2 separate regions of the Sus scrofa genome follow, and region 1 is linked to region 2. The links are chromatin contacts, called in public Hi-C maps. All regions are on one chromosome and are shown on one strand. Each heading gives the region's core, a stretch centred on a gene start, on an enhancer-like site or on the middle of the called end of the contact. The rest is flanking DNA. Distances are from core to core; before and after follow the strand shown. Region 1 holds the start of SERPIND1 (heparin cofactor 2). Region 2 holds the start of CABIN1 (calcineurin-binding protein cabin-1).

Region 1 (4,163 bases), core at 1,075-3,574, 640 kb after region 2:
TATAGCTGGGTGCATCAGGACCTGGCAGGAGCATTTCTGTGCAGATGAGAGGAGCCGGAGGTTCTGGACAAGGGCCCTAGGAGAGTGTGGGGTCTTAACTGGCCCCCTATACAGGAAAGGGACTAAAAGAGGTAAAGTGCCAGTGAACTTGCCTGGACACATGGAAGAAGTCGGGGAGCAAGCTGCCTGAGACTGGATGCCTAGAGGCAAGGGGTGGCCCATGGTTCTCCCAAGCGTGGCAGCAGGTGAAGCCTCTGCAGACGCGCTCTGGTGCCCAGGGCTGCAGCGCTGCCGCACCCTCCTGACTCGCCCTCATGACCTCATGAGCCACCCTAGCATGTGGGTACACACAGACACGCATGCATCCATGCACATGGAAACAAGCAGAAGAGTCACAACAGTTAGCCTTCCATCCAGGTGCCTGGGAAATGGACGTCCATCATTCAATTCTTCTAACTACTCTGTACATTTTTAAATGTCATAATAAAAAGCTGGAAACCATACCTAACTGAGGCACACCTTTGAAGTGGAGAGAAAACACTGACTTGTGTGTGACAGAAGGTACAGCTTTAGAGGAAGACCAAAACCACACACTTTTGACAGGTGTCAGATCCAAACATGCCAGGAGTGTTACCAAGGAGTGAAACTCAGTGTTTTCAACAGTGGGTGATAGGATCAGAAATCTGGATGCATATCCAATACAGAAATCTAGGAAACAATGGAGTTCCCATTGTGGCTCAGTGGGTTAAGAACCCAACTAGTATCCACGGTCATGTCAATCTTCACAGCTACCTTCCATAGCGGGTTTGACCACCGCCCTCATTCCGGGGCGAGAGGGAGAGTGTGGGCCTGAAGAAAGCTACTCCTTGGCCAGTGCCCGGGCCCGCCATGCAGGGAGGAGGGCAGCAGGGCAGATGGACACTGGCCAGCCAGGAGTGGATAGCAATGCAGGCCGAGTGCCTCTGAGCAGCCCCAAATAACCACACTTTCCATGTCCTGAACACAACTGCCCTTGACCCACCAGAATCCTCCAGACCCCTTGCCCCCCCTGCAGACCCCCAGAGTCCTACTCTCATTTTATTTTGTTTTTTTTTCCCCATGCCATACAGAAGTTCCCCGGCCAGGGATTGAACCTGCACCTCCATAGCAACTTGAGCCACTGCAGTCGGATTCTTTTTGTCTTTTTGCCATTTCTTGGGCCGCTCCCTCAGCATATGGCGGTTTCCAGGCTAGGGGTCGAATCAGAGTTGTAGCCGCCGGCCTACGCCAGAGCCACAGCAACAGGGTATCCAAGCCGCGTCTGCAACCTATACCACAGCTCACAGCAACACCGGATCCTTAACCCACTGAGCAAGGCCAGGGGTTGAACCCGCAACCTCATGGTTCCTAGTTGGATTCGTTAACCACTGCGCCACGACGGGAACTCCTGCAGTCAGATTCTTAACTGACTATGCCACAAAGCGAACTCCTCCCTGTCATATTAGAAGGTATCTAGGGACAACATGCCAAACTCTCAGGGACAGAAGTGGGGAGCAACTCTGTGACACGGGGTCTTCTTGACAATCCAGGATATATGTATTTTTTTTTGTACTTTTTAGGGCTCAACTCATAGTATGGAGGTTCCCAGGCTAGGGGTTGAATCAGAGCTATAGCTGCTGGCCTACACCACAGCCACGCAATATCCTACACCACACCTCATGGCAACACCTGATACTTGACCCACTGAGTGAGGCCAGGGTTTGAACCTGCAACCTCATGGTTACTAGTCAGATTTATTTCCGCTGCACCCCAACAGGAACTCTGACCATCCAGAATATTCTTACAGCAGCGTTTAAATCACCAATTTAAAAACACAAACTAAAAATAAAACAATCCCTGGCCCCTGGGAATACCTAAGTGGACCCTAGGACTACATGACAGACAGGAGAGCTAGGCGGCACATCCCAACAGAGATGCAACGACCCTTGACTGCAGGCAGGCCTGGGCCAGGGTCTCTACCGCAACTTCCCCTCCACTGTCTCTGAAGGGCCGGGCTCATGGGAGGCTGGGGACATCTGCCAGGTTCCAAGTCGAGAGCTGTGATTGCTTAGAGGAAGAACTTGTGGTTCAAGGGACCCTGAGTGGTCTCCACTTGCATGGGAGCATTAGAGCTGCCACCCCAATGCAACCCAGCCCAGAGCTGAAATGTCCTGGCTGCCCCATGAGTGCATCCACAAAGATGGTCACGCCTCCGCAAGTCACCCAGCGGTGCCCAAAGGCGAAGAGAGGGCTTTGTGCTGACGAAGCTGATCGAGCTCTGTTTGATCTGGGACGTATTTACTTTGGAAAATGCAAGAGCAGCCCAGCACCAAAGTTCACACTGGTGGCCTTGGCCGATTCTGTCCCTGCAAAGCCCCTTCTCAGCAGCACAGAGGTGAGTGTTTTCTAACATTTTTTGTCGAATACGGATTCTTATTTGTGGTAGTTAGAGATGGGCAACTGGTGTGTTTCTCCATCATACACACATTCAAATGCTCTCTGCACTATCTTTGTGGGGAAATGTCTTGTTTTCCATCTGCCCAGTGGGGAGCTGACAGGCTGGAAGAGGGGACTGCACTAGTTAGAGTGGCAAGTTGGGAAGCAGGTGAAGTGGGAGGATATCTGGGTTCTGGGTCATCTCATATGGTTCAGAAAAATAATGTGTGCGTGTCACATAGGCACATATACATATGTGTGTACAGAGACCTGGTGAGTCTGCAGAAAGATACAGGGCTGTTCTGTAAGCTGTGCTTTCAACTCTCCTGTGAATCTGCAGTTATTTCATAAAAAGTGTTCACAACCCCAGGCAGCTCCTTCTGTTATACCTGCTCTGTGCCCGGAGGTGTGGATGGCTGGGCAAACGCTCTGAGGTGGGACTAAGATGTCCACCCCACTCCACGCAACTAGCATGAGAAGGCACTACAGGAAATGACCAGAAAAACAATTTTTTGAATGATCTACCTTTAAAAAAGATTGCTTCTCTGCAAAGACAGTAATCTGGATTTAAACACAAGCTAGTGATAATTTTAAAGTATCCTATTTGTTGGAGTTCCCGTCGTGGCTCAATGGTTAATGAATCTGACTAGGAACCATGAGGTTGCGGGTTCGGTCCCTGCCCTTGCTCAGTGGGTTAATGATCTGGCGTTGCCGTGAGCTGTGGTGTAGGTTGCAGACACGGTTTGGATCCTGCGTTGCTGTGGCTCTGGCGTAGGCCGGTGGCTACAGTTCCGATTAGACCTCTAGCCTGGGAACCTCCATATGCCGCGGAGTGGCCCAAAGAAATAGCAAAAAGACAAAAAAAGACAAAAAAAGAAAAAAAAGAAAAAGAAAAAGAGCAAAACTACAAAAAAAAAAAAAAAAGTATCCTATTTATTATACTAACCGGCAAAGCAACAAAAAGATTTACTTTTCTGATTTCTAATTTTTATCCACAGAAAATATGAGAGAATAATGAAACAATGAAACCTATTTTGGGCTTTTCATCACCTTAGCCAGAAACAGGGTACAAGAAGCTTCCACATGTACTATCTGAATATGGGGGAAAATATGACTGTTTTCACCTCTGCCTCCCTATTCGGTCTCAGATTCCTTTTTCTTAACTCTTATTTATTCCACTTTTTTTTTTTTTTTTTTTTTTTTGCTTTTTAGGGCCACACCTGTGGCACATGGAGGTTCCCAGGCTAGGGGTTGAATCAGAGCTGTAGCTGCTGGCCTACACCAGAGCCACAGCAAAGCCAGATCCAAGCCACGTCTGAGACCTATACCATAGCTCACGGCAACGCCGGATCCTTAACCCACTGAGCGAGGCCAGGGATCAAGCCCTTGTCCTCATGGAGGCTAGTCAGATTCGTTTCCGCTGAGCCACAACCGGAACTCCCCAGCTGGGTTTTTTAAAACCTTATTCTCACCTCAGAAGAATATTTTCAAGTGCAGCCTAGCAAGGAGACTTCCACCAAACTGCTTACTTCCTTCTATTTTTTTTTTTTTTTTTGTCTTTTTAGGGCCATACCTGCGGCATATGGAGGCTCCCAGGCTACGGTTCGAATCAGAGACGTAGCCCTTGGCCTACACCACAGCCACAGCAATGCCAGATCGAAGCCAAGTGTGTGACCTACACCACAGCTCATGACAATGTGGGATCTTTA
Region 2 (4,448 bases), core at 1,752-4,251:
ACTTCCAGGGAAAAGGAAATGCAACTAAAATTCTAGACATTTAAAGAAATACAAACAATGAAAACACGTCACATACGTAAAAACACAGTGTACTCATCCGTGGGCGGAGGGAGAGGGGGCAATAGAAAGGATTATCTCCATAGAAAAGAAAGCCTATGACAAAATTCAACACCTATTCATGATATTAAAAAAAAAAAAAAAAAAGGCACCTCAAGAAAACCAGAATTTTCTGTATTCTATATATATATATATTTTTTTTTTTTGGCCAAACCAAGCCACAGCAGTGACAACACCAGATCCCCTAACCTGCTGTGCCACCAGGGAACTCCTGGAATTTTCTTAACAATGTTAAAACACACATACCTTAGTCTAAAGCCAAAATTTATTAAATGAAGTAACACCAGAAGGACTTCCTTTAATACCAGCAATAAAGGATGCCCACTGAAATGCCATTTCTCACCTAACACACTGGCAAAAACTAAAGCACAAAGGCACACTCTTGGTGGTAAGGTTGTGGGGAAACAGGCACTACTCTCAAACACCTTTGGTGGGAATGCAAATTGGTACAAGCCCCCCACAAAAAAAACAAACAAACTAGTATAGCCCCTCTGGAAAAGAGTATGATAACAGGCAACAAAATCACCAATGCACTTACCTTTCAAGCCAGCAATCCTAGGAATCTACCCTGAAGATGCATCTCCAACCATGTAAAAATACATATGCACAGGGTTCCAGCACTGTTTGCCATTGCAAGATCTTGAAAACCACCTAAATGGCCACAGATAGTCCAGGATATGAATAAATAAACTATGGCACCTCCATACAATGAAGTAACATTGCAGCTGCAAAATCCATGAGGGAATGTTCACAGCTACATTATTCATAATAACCAAAGAGAAGAAACAACCCAAATGGCCATCAACTAATTTCTGGATAAACAAAATGTGGTCCAGCCATACAATGGAATATCAATCAGCCATAAAATGGAATGAACTAATGAAAACACAGATGAACCACAAAAACATGATGCTGGGAGTTCCCACTGTGGCTCAGCAGGCTAAGAACCCAACGTAGTGTCCAAGAGGATGCAGGTTGGATCCCTGGCCTCAGTCAGCAGGTTAAAGATCTGGCATTGCCATGAGTTGCGGTCTAAATAGAAGACTCAGCTCAGATCTGCATTGCTGTGGCGTAGGCCGGCAGCTGAAGCTCTGATTCAACCCCTAGCCTGGGAACTTCCATATGCTGCCGGTTGGGCCCTAAAAAAGCAAAACAAACAAACAAACAAACGAAAAACTCAGCAAGGCCAAAAAGTTTAGAAGTTTAGTAAAGACTAAGTAACTGGTGGAGTGCTGTGGATGCTCCAGTTCTATCCCCAGCGGGGCGCAGTGGGTTAAAGGATCCCCCTTTGCTACAGCTGTGGCACAGGTCAAAGCTGTGGCTGTGATGCAACCCCTGGCCTGGGGAACTTCCATTATGCCACAGGTGGGACCATAAAATTTTAAAAAACCAAAAAGGCACATTCAGGACTTAAACCTCATGAGTTTCCAAAATCTTTATGGTACAGTTTTCATGGCCCTCAGAACACATGACAACAGCACACCCTGAGCACCTCACCCAGATCCAGTGATAAGGGGTGATGTTTCTTAGCAGGCTCTGGCCTGGGAATGGGGAAGCCTGGGCCGTGTGACTGACATGGCATCAGATGCCGGTCTCTAGGTCATTTCCCTCCACTGTATGAGGCTTTGGGCTAGACTTGGGATCCACAAGCTACCAAGCCCACAGTTTCTGTACAGCTCAAGAGCAAAGAATGGCTTTTTCTTTTTCTTTTTTTTTTAATGGCCATACCCATGGCATATGGAAGCTCCCAGGCCAGGGATTGAATCTGAGCCACAGCTGCAACCTACCTACCCTGCAGCTGCCGCAAAGCTCGATCTTTTTAACCCACTGCTGGGGATTGAACCCCTGCCTCAGAAGCAACCCAAGACGCTAGGGTGGGCAGCACAACCCACAGTACAATGGCAAGAACTCCCACTTTTTACATTTTTAAATGGTTGAAAAGTTCATGACACATGAAAATTACTGACAACATAAAATTGCAACTTCAGTGTCCCTAAATGAAATTTTCTTGAAACAACTTTACGAACTGTCGTTGGCTGTGTCCACAATACAGCAACAGAGCTAAGAAAACTATGCCCCCTCCTCATTATAAGCACAATTACACTCATTATTGTCACAAGGAATAGTATCATATAAACTACTCTATTTAGAACCGAAGTTTGCTGACCCCTGAACCAGACGTCTCTGAGGACACATGGGTCCTAACCACGGTTATGTACCACACAGAAAGAACCCCAGCCGCTTGGTCCGCATACACAGTAGGCCCTTCACCAAGGGGTGAAGGAACCCCTAAAGCCGCCTGTGCAGACACCTGCCGACGTCAGAAAGCTCCACCTGGCCTCCTCCGGGACGGCAGTGGGTCCAGGCTTTTAGTCTGGAGTCGGCTAGCCTGCCGGGAAGCTGGGGACTTGGGACAAGCGGCCGCACCACCTCTCGGCCTCAGTCCCCATCCCGCGAGGGGCGCCCACCTGGTGCCCGCCGCGCAGCGCCGCCGCGAAGGTTAAGTGGAAGGACACGCAGCAAGGGTGGGTGCGGGGCCCTGTTCCGCGACCGCAGACGGGACGGCTGAGTTGTTGAGACCCCCACAGCGTTCCTGAGACCCCCGCCCCAGGCCCCAAGCGGAGCGGGAGCCGCCAAGAGGTTCGCGCGGCAGTGGGGCCTGGCTCGGCCGCTCGGGCTCCCAGCCTGGGTTTTTCCGTGAGCAGCCCCCAGCCAGCCGCTCCTCAGCACCACACCTCCAAGCCTCACCCCAGCCCGGGGCCTCCCCAAACCTGCAGTACGCGAACTCACGAGTCGTCTCCACGGCAACAGGCCGTCCGCCGGACCCCCGCGCCCGTCGGAAGGACTGCGCGCCTGACAACAAGGAGCGCTCCCATTGGCTCGGGAGCCGGCTCCGCCAGCCAATCGGCGAGCCCGCACGCGCCTTCCCGAGAGCCAGCGCGCGGGGACCTTGAGGGCCTCTTGGCGGTAATCTGCAGCGCGGTTGGTGACACCTGCTAAGTAATCGGCAGCAGTGTTCCAACTGCGACAGGTGCTCGGAAGGTGGAAACCTGGGGACACTTGGAGGGGACCAAGGGAGTAACAATATTCTCATTCCTATGCCCGTGGCTCACCTTTTTCCGAAAAGGATTTGAAGCCTAAAAACCACAGATACAACGAACTATTGAAGCAGAGAGTACTGGGGGCGGGGAGCGGAGGGCGGGTAGTCTGTTGGGAGGTGAACGGGCGGGGGAGGGAACAACAGAATTTAAGAGCCTGGAAGAGGGTTTCTGACAACCGGCTGGGACTGAGATGTTACGCTCTTGGGAGCTAAGCATTTTAGGGAAGGGCTTCCCTGGTTCAGATTTATAGGTGCATGAGTCCAGGAAGTATGATTTAAATAAGAATGAATGTTAGGAGTTCCCTGGTGGCTCAGCGGTTTAAGAATCTGACCTTGTCTGGAGTTCCCGTCGTGGCGCAGTGGTTAACGAATCCGACTAGGAACCATGACGTTGCGGGTTCGATCCCTGCCCTTGCTCACTGGGTTAACGATCCGGCGTTGCCATGAGCTGTGGTGTAGGCTGCAGACGCGGCTCGAATCCCGCATTGCTGTGGCTCTGGCGTAGGCTGGCAGCTACAGCTCTGATTCGACCCCTAGCCTGGGAACCTCCATATGCCGCAGGAGCGGCCCAAGAAATGGCAAAAAGACAAAAAAAAAAAAAAAAAGAAGAAGAAGAAGAATCTGACCTTGTCACTGCTGTGGCTTGGGTTTAATCCCTGATCCAGAGAACTTCCACAAGCTGTGAGCCTGGCCAAAAAAAGAAGGATGAATCTTACGCCCTTTCTCTTTGACTTTGTTTAAAGACGGTAAAATCATGCTGAAGAACTCAATTCAGTACAGTAAAGCTTTAATGATATGCCAGGAGGTACAAAAATAATTGAGTCACCAAGCTTGATTTTGAAAGGAGTGTAACCTGGGCAGGGGTGGGGAGCTGTAAATAGAGAGTAAGCAGATGGTTTAGAAGTTTCATGAATGACTTGCAGCCTTGGACGCAGCTCCCACCCCCTGAAAGATGCTCTGAAGTAAAACAATTGAAAAAAAGATGCGGGAGTTCCCGTTGTGGTGCAGCGGAAACGAGTCCAACTAGGAACCATGAGGTTGTGGGTTCGATCCCTGGCCTTGCTCAGTGAGTTAAGGATCTGGCATTGCCGTGAGTTGAGGTATAGGTCACAGACACAGCTTGGGTCTTGGGTGGCTGTGGCTGTGGCGCCAACTGGACCCCTAGCCCGGGAACCTCCATATGCTGTGAGTGCAGCCCTAAAAAGAAAAAAAAAAAATTTAATTTAAAAAG

Evidence for each region. A called contact is a pair of places that touch in the nucleus more often than the background predicts.
Region 1: a Hi-C map of liver shows a contact between it and region 2, with 13 times the contacts expected there. The contact joins the promoter of SERPIND1 here to the promoter of CABIN1 in region 2. A contact is called at or near these places in 1 of 5 promoter capture datasets (fetal liver) and 1 of 47 Hi-C or Micro-C datasets (liver).

The regions. Positions count from the first base shown.
Region 1 is chr14:50,424,797-50,428,959 of Sscrofa11.1, forward strand. SERPIND1 (heparin cofactor 2) reads left to right here and starts at 2,325. Exons shown (of 5, transcript XM_001929566.5): 1 at 2,325-2,413. All of the region lies in intron 19 of PI4KA (phosphatidylinositol 4-kinase alpha), which reads right to left.
Region 2 is chr14:49,784,722-49,789,169 of Sscrofa11.1, forward strand. It overlaps CABIN1 (calcineurin-binding protein cabin-1), which reads right to left and starts at 3,002. Exons shown (of 37, transcript XM_013983138.2): 1 at 2,889-3,002.